Regions from separate parts of the Gossypium hirsutum genome. Here region 2 is linked to region 1. Evidence: chromatin contacts called from public Hi-C data. All regions are on one chromosome and are shown on one strand. The core of a region is the stretch at or near the end of the contact, and the rest is flanking DNA. Distances in the headings are between cores, read along the strand shown.

Region 1 (3,899 bases), core at 708-3,207:
ATAGTATTTAACAAGTTAGAGATTTCATTTTCCTCCAAGTAGTACTTTTCCTTAAAATGTTCCACAAAACAAGTATAGTCAAATGAACTGATATTCTTGTGAAACAATATATTACCTTACTATCATCAACAAGCTCCACCAACTGAGGTGTTTTCTTCAAGTTGAGGTCTGCCAACAGTTGTATCTAAAACAGCATAGTTTTTTAGCAAGACTGGCCTATGCCATTGTAAGTATCAAGGTTGCAAAGTTTTAATTGCTTTGGATTAGACAATAATTTGAGAGATCAAGTTACCTTTATAATTTGAGAAATCAATCCAAGCACAAGATGTCTCTGTAAAAGGAACCCGAGATGATATCATTCTCGCTAATCATTTTCAAAGTATATACTTTAAATAATTTCAGTAAGAGGTGATCAAACAAAACATGTTCTGGAAAGTAAAGTTTCAGAGTGGAACAGGAATGAAGCAAGAATAAGAAAGGGTTTCGATTTTGGTTTAGCATTAATAAACAGATAAATGGTCTACCTAGTCCAGGCCAAATATGAGAAGCAATGATCTTCCCAACACCAATCATTGTATTGAAAAATAGTTAAGAAGTGAAAAGAATAGCATTAAAGATTGTCACATTGGCCACAGCTCTGGGAATAACAAAAACAACAAAAGCAATGAAGCATGCTTTAAAAATAATGCTTTTATCCAACATGTCTTTCTTAAACTCAAGTGAAAATCCAACCATCAAATAAACTAGTTCAGCAATGCAACAGACCAACAGTATAAGTATACGCATACCCTTCCTTCAATGAAATCTTGTGTTCCTATATTGACTACAGTGCAGCCAATAGCCTTGGCAGAGTTGAGACATAGTGTATGGTTTTCATTTCTTTCCCATGGATTGAGCAGTCTCTTAGTATTAATAGCCCTTTCATCAATGGTACCCGGAACTGCTACATTTATCAGTTTGCTGCATTTATTTTGTATAAAAGCTTCAAAAAAAATCTTCTCCCGCTGGCATAAAAACAACAAATCTAATAGTTTTAAAAAGGTAGAAAGAAGGATTTACCAAAGAAGAACTCCATCTTTAACAATCTCAAATAGATCATTTGAGGACGGATCGATGGGTAAGTATTTGTTTAAGAACCCATCTTGAGCGAGATAATTATTGATATGGGCAACGTAGGATGCCTTTTCGGATTCGCTTATGGTGTGAAGCAGAGTAGTTGTAGCTGCCTTGAGGAATGCTGATGAGTTCTTTGCTGGATTTCCTGTTCTAGAGCTTGCATGTGCATGAAGTTTCAGATGAACCTATCCACACAAAACACAGTGATTGATAATCCACTTTCCAGGAAATTTTGAAAAAAAAAAGGTTTTCTGAAAAGTTACTTCTGAAACAACAATCCAAATTCAAATTTTCATAAACTTGAACTTTAAGAAAAAAAAAATATATTAACGATAAAAAAAAGGGATTGGAACACCAAAAACAACAACAACAAACCTTCAAAAAGGACTCGAAATCGACCTCATCGTTGAAGTTAGGATACAAAGCAGCGATAAAATCTGTAGTTTCTTGGTCACTCAGATTCTCTCCCACAGCTTTCAATCTGGACATTCTGGATGCTAAGTCTCCCAGCGTTAGTTTCCCGCTCTCTCTTCGCATACTAGTAAACTACCAAAAAACAAAGTGTTAGTAACTGCGATCAAAAAAGAAGGAGAAAAATGAAAGAATCGTTGAGTTACATGAGATTTTAAGCTACGAAGTTCGACTTGAGTGAACTGGTTTTGCAGGCATGCATCTGAGACCAAAATGCCTACGTAACCAGACATCTTTGTTTTTATTTAGATCAGAATCTAATGACAAATTTTTATGTTTGGCCTGAGTTTGTGAAGAAGGAGAAGAGAAGTGGGAGTTGTAGCTGGTATTGGCAAGAGCAACACTGCTTCTGACAATTCATATTATGACCATTCTGTCCCCTTTTTTATTTTCTTTTAGGATAAAGTATGTCTATAGTACTTGTACTTTTTAAAAATTAGGAATTTACTCCTTGTACTTGTATTTCTAGAAATTTAGTTCCTCTACCATTTAGATTTCAAAATTCATATACAACTATTATCACTCTCTGTTTTCTTATATAAAAAAAGAATCACTCACTTGTTACCCATGTAAGTAAAAAAAATGTTGTAATTAACCTGAATTTAACCAAAAAAAAAAGAGTTAACAGTATTAACAGTTAGATGAATTTTGAAAATCTAAAAAATAAAGAGATTAAATTCGTGAAAATACAAGAACTGGGACTAAATTTCTAATTTTTAAAAAGTACAGAAACTATATGCATATTTTAACCGTTCTTTTATTTATTCAAATGAATAGTAACTGTGGGCCTTTGCCCTTCGAACCACTCGGAGTTGGAAGGATGGATATTGGGTCCATTACGCCTTCCCTTTTCTGTTTTTAGAATTCAAATTGAATGTCTATTTCGCCCACCATCTCTAACTGTTGGTTCATATTTTAAATAACAGGTAATTCGTGTCTCCATTGTTAGGGGATTTAAGAAAAATGTCTAAGCCAGTTTAAATTTTAAAACCTTGCCGAGTGTGATTTTTACTAAGGTCACATAATTCGTGAGGGCGGTTTATAGTGTACGGAGTGCAAAGAGATATTAAATTAAGGTTCATCCATACTATGGACTGTGAGGAAAGCCATTAAGATTAGTAATTTGAGAAGGTTAAGGCGGCACATGGATAAAGTTCTAGTATCTAGTTTCTTGTTTATCCCATTCATCTTGGAGGAGAGGGAGAGCAATTTGAGTGGGCCTTTATCTCATGATTACTTTCTTGTAGAGTTTAATCTCATGGTTCATATAAGGTGTGAGTCGAATGTGACTTTCTTGAGGTTGGCAAGCCTAGAAGTTGAGATCATTAAATGAGATTGAACATGATGTAATGGTTATCCTAGAGGACATTATGGCTATACCTCTCCCATATCTGTAATGGTGTGAGCTTCATTCCTAAGGTGTTAAGAGATATTTTAATATAAGGATATGATATTTGTCCCCTTAGTTAAAAAGAAATTTATAAAGTGAGTTTCTATGAGACTATCAGTAGGGGAATAAGGTGGCATCTCTTTAGTGAAGACAGAGGCTATTGTTGTTCGAGATATTAATGTTAGGGTTCCATGATTACTTGTACAGTACTTTCAAGTTTTCAAAACTACACTTTTAATAAGCATAGTTGCTTGCTTTGACGTGGTGTCGTTTAACTAACCAATAATTACACAGCTTCTAAAAGTTTCCTATTGTTATATCCCTACCTTAATTTGGACTCGGTTGAACCCTCTATTGGTATTGTTACCTTGGCTTCACATTCAATGTGGACTAAAGGAATGTTCTCTTTGAGAACCTTGGTTGTGTGGGTTGGAGCACTCTTAGTGTTATATCTTGGTTGTGTAGGTTGAAATGCACATTTGTGCAATGATTATATAAATACTTGGTGGAGTTGGATGAAATTCTCGAGTTTTTTAGTCCAGTTTTACTAAGGTTACGAAGGGCCTAATAAGACAAATGAATTCAAGAATGTCTAGTAAGATACAAAAATTGCACATTTGTAAGTACGAAGATAAAAAATGAATTTATGAGATTTATGAAATGAAGTGAACTAAAATGTGCTTGTTACTCTAGTTTATAAGATGGATGAAGTTGACCATCTCGTTATAAAATATGCTTATATGATATTACTTGTCATTTTTATTTTAGAAACTACCTTGATGATCCTTGTTTTAATTGTGTTTACCTTTGCCCATTGAGTAATGATCTGTCGTAATTTGATATGTCAAATTAGGTTCTCCAATACACTTGAGGAGCTTATTCTCAAGCAATTTAAATGTCTTTTATATGTTTTTGTCGAATT
Region 2 (3,899 bases), core at 744-3,243, 900 kb before region 1:
TCTCTCATGTCACAAGCGTCATTTGAAATGAATGCAGGCCTTCTATGGGGCCCGTATAATCTGAATTAAACTGTATAAATTTCTATTTTGTGATATGAAACTGAGTACTAGAAACCTGCATGTGTGTACTGCGTACAATGTCTATTAATGATATTAATTATTATGTATGAACAGGAAATGTATCTGAACGGTTGTGTAGGCCTTTGTATTAGCTAATATTTGAAATCTGCATCTGTATTGGGTGGGAATTAAGCAAAGGAGGAAGTATTCTGTTATTAGACAATGGTTAAATCACCAGTATCTGTATTTTGATCCTGTAGCCAGTTTGCAATTATTGGAACGTGTCATACCAACACTGTGTGGTGTGTAGGGTTGGAAGGGTATTCAATACCCTATTTGGTGTGTTGGGTTAGTCAAAGATGGTGTGTAGTGGTAGGGAATAGGAAAACTGCATTTATGTTGATTTGCTCTGTATCTGAGAATAATCTAGCTTACTATTTGTCTGAACTGTTATGTTCTGTTAAAATGAATGATTTACTTACTAGATCTATTTCTGTTCTGAACTCGAATTTGGGACTTTACTAGTTCTAACCTAAATCTATTTGAACATATAGTTATTTCTTTATAGATCATTAATTCATTTCTTCTGTTGACTGAATCACAGGTAACCCACAGATTTGATCGGGTCCGCGAATCGGGAACTCGGTCATACTATTTATCCACTATATCATTATTATTACCATTGACTCATTTACAGTAGTTTCAAGACATATGATGGTTAAGATATTAGTTTTTGTACTACATGTTAGGTTTGTTAAACTCTAGTTTGCTTTGGAAAGACTTTTAACTAAGATTCAGAAGTATTGTTTTGTGGAAATTTTGATGTAACTCTTCGGACTTGGCCTTGTTGTCTAGGCCGAGTATGGGGTGTTACAAGGAAGAGGAGAAGTTGGTCGTCAATCCTAAAGATCTCATTGTTGTCAACATTGACTATGATTTATGTCTTGTCGGTAAGTTTCTTAGAGAGAAGGTGATAAACTTTGCGGTTGTGGAAAGGACTTTTTTGTGGTTGTGGTGTTCGATCCGAGGTGCTAGCATCAAGTTGATTGGCGATAAGTGGTTATATTTTGATTCAATTTTTTCATGTGGTGGATCTAAAAAAGATTATTTCAGGGTCTATGGTCCTTTAACAATTGTCTTCTTTTGGTTTATAAGTTGGCTCAATGAGAGAATTCGGAAAATGTTAACTTTTTCTTTGCGGATTTTTGGGTTCAAGTCTATGATTTGCCACCCGATTTTGCTTCGTAAGCCTTGGACAAGAGTCTCGATAATGTTATGGGTTATTTCTAAGATTATGATGCTAGTAGCATATTGAACGTGTTGAATAACTTCATGAGCATTTGTGTGCATCTAGAAATTCATTAGGCTCTTATGAGGAAAAAGAAATTAAGAAAACATGATTACCTTATTTTAAGGTCAGTTTTAGTTAGAAGCGGCTTCCTCTTGTGTGTTATTTGTGTGGTATAATATGACACAATGACTAGTTGCCAAAGATTGCTCGACTCTTCGGAGGGGGAGCTAATCCAAGGTTGGTCGGAGGATATACGAGCGGAGGTCAAACATAGGAATCGAAAGCAATTTGTTTAGTGGAGGCGTGATTTAAGAAAGAATGAGAATTTTTGGGCGACATTTCAGGTGGGATTATATGATCAAGTGGGAGGGGGAGTAATTCACACATCCAAAATAGATGGCTTTCTTATCTAAAACAGCTAGCTCTCAATGTCAATGTTGGAGCTAATGATCAGGGCCAAGGGGCATCAAGTGGACTATCGAATGATGGGCCTTTTCCGGGTATGAGTGTTTAACAATCCATTAAAGATTCTATTATGGATGTTGAAGAAAAAAAAGAAAAGAAAAAGTATAGGGTCGATTCTAATGTTTCAGCTCAGCATGTTTCTTCAAATGATACAGCCCAGCTTACTACTATTTGGGGCAGCTCTTGCTTTACTCAAACTACTGTATCGGTCGGTCTCTTAGAGGAGACCCATCGGAAGCCATGATTTGTATTGCTTGGAACTGCCGGGGACTGGGTAATCCCCGTGCGGTACTCACTGTCAGGGAGCTTGTTCATTCTAATAAACCCAGTATTTTGTTTTTATCTGAGACTTTAGTTCATTATAATAAAATTGAAGAATTGTGCTTTTCTTTACTTTTTGGTTACTGTTTGTGTAGACCGTCTTGGTCGTAGTGGCGTACTTGCATTATTTTGGAATTCGACTTTTAATATTTCTATTTTCGGGTATTCTTAGAATCACATTGATGCTCTTGTTGAGTTACACAATGGTTTTAAATAGAGGCTTACTGGTTTCTATGGTTTTCCGGAGTTGAGTAGGAAGCGTGGTTCTTGGGCTTTGCTAAGACATTTGGCGTCCCTTAATTCTCTTCCATGGATGTGCTTTGGGGATTTCAATAATCTTTTGTCAATTAATGATAAGAAAGGTGGTGCAGTTTACCTTACTGTTTGGCTCGATGGTTTTCGTGATTGTGTTTCAGACTGTAATCTTTTAGAGGTTCCTCTTTTACTTGGGAATGGGGTAGGGGAACCAGTTCTTTTGTCATGGAAAGGCTTAATAGGGCTTTTGTAAATGACGCGTGGGTTCAACGCTATCCATTCCATAAGCTTTATAGTCTTGTGTGTCCCACTTCGTATCACTCACCTATTAAATTAGTGGTGAAAGCTAGGTTTTCAACCCCAAGAGTTCAGCGCTTCAAGTTTGAGAAGTTTTGGCTTAGTGAAACTGGTTTTTTTGATGTCATTGCAGATGCTTGGTTTATGGTGTCGAATGGGTCTGTTTCTGCCAAGTTAAGTAATTGTGTTATTTCTCTTTCTTAATGGAGGTACAAGTTGGGAGGAAATTTCATTTCTTGTATTAAGGTTGTTAAGGAGGAACTTTTCCGGTCATATTCTGTAGGGAATACTGATGATGAGGTTCTAAAGTTATGTTTTGACTTAAATATTTTGCTTGCTCAAGAGGTGTTTTAGAAACAGCGAGCTAAAGTTTTTCCATGCTTGGGTGAGTAAAAGAAAATGGTTAAATCATATTTCTATGCTTTATGATGATGTGGGTCAGCAATGTACTGATGAGGCAGGCATGCATTTCATTGTTCTTAGTTATTTTACTTCTCCTTTTTTGGTTTCGGCTAGCTTGCAGTTTGATGCTTTTTCTGATTTTGATTCTCGTGGTACGGACTCTGATAATAATGCTCTTCTTTCTCCTTTTACTACTGAGTAGTTTAAACCGGTGTTGTTTGAAATGCATCCAGATAAAGCTCTCGGGCCGACGGTATAAATGTTGCATTCTATCAGAAGTGCTAGCATATTATTGGTGAGGAGATTTTTACAGAGTGTTGTGAATGGCTGAATGTAGCTGCTTCCCCCCCTCCCCCCTTAGATTAATGATTCCATTATAGTTTTAATTCCGAAAAATCAGAAGCCGACATCTATGAAAGATTTGAGGTTGATTGCGCTTTGTAACATTGTTTATAAACTGGTGGTGAAGGTTCTTACGAATTGTCTGAAGATCTTGTTACCTCGATTCATTTCTCGGTCTTAATTTGCTTTTGTTCCAAGTCATCTCATTACTGATAATGTGACAGTTGCTTTTGAAACCATTCATCACATGAAGAATAAAGGGTGAGATTTGATGGGGGAGATCGCTTTAAAAGTTGACATTAGTAAAGCCTATGACATGGTGGATTGGATCTTTCTTCATTATATTTTGGAAAGGCTGGGTTTCATTACAGATGAGTAGATTGGATGACGCTTTGTGTTCCCTCGGTCAACTATATCATTTTGTTTAATGGCACTGAGTTGGGACCAATTTCTCCCAAACGAGGCC

The links. A called contact is a pair of places that touch in the nucleus more often than the background predicts.
Region 2: a contact with region 1 is called in a Hi-C map of leaf, with 1.6 times the contacts expected there. The contact joins the enhancer-like site here to the promoter of LOC107954657 in region 1. A contact is called at or near these places in 2 of 34 Hi-C or Micro-C datasets (both in leaf).

The regions. Positions count from the first base shown.
Region 1 is chrD07:33,038,039-33,041,937 of Gossypium_hirsutum_v2.1, reverse strand. It overlaps LOC107954657 (fimbrin-2), which reads right to left and starts at 1,957. Exons shown (of 14, transcript XM_016890281.2): 1 at 1,734-1,957; 2 at 1,492-1,662; 3 at 1,060-1,301; 4 at 789-960; 5 at 293-331; 6 at 116-184. The coding sequence starts at 1,820.
Region 2 is chrD07:33,935,010-33,938,908 of Gossypium_hirsutum_v2.1, reverse strand. No RefSeq gene overlaps it. Among protein-coding and RNA genes, the nearest start is that of LOC107954725, 9.1 kb to the right of the region's middle. Within about 2 kb of position 1,993, at least 8 of the 9 cell types and tissues checked have an H3K27ac peak or open chromatin away from gene starts, as enhancers often do. A contact at or near this core is called in leaf, where this site is marked.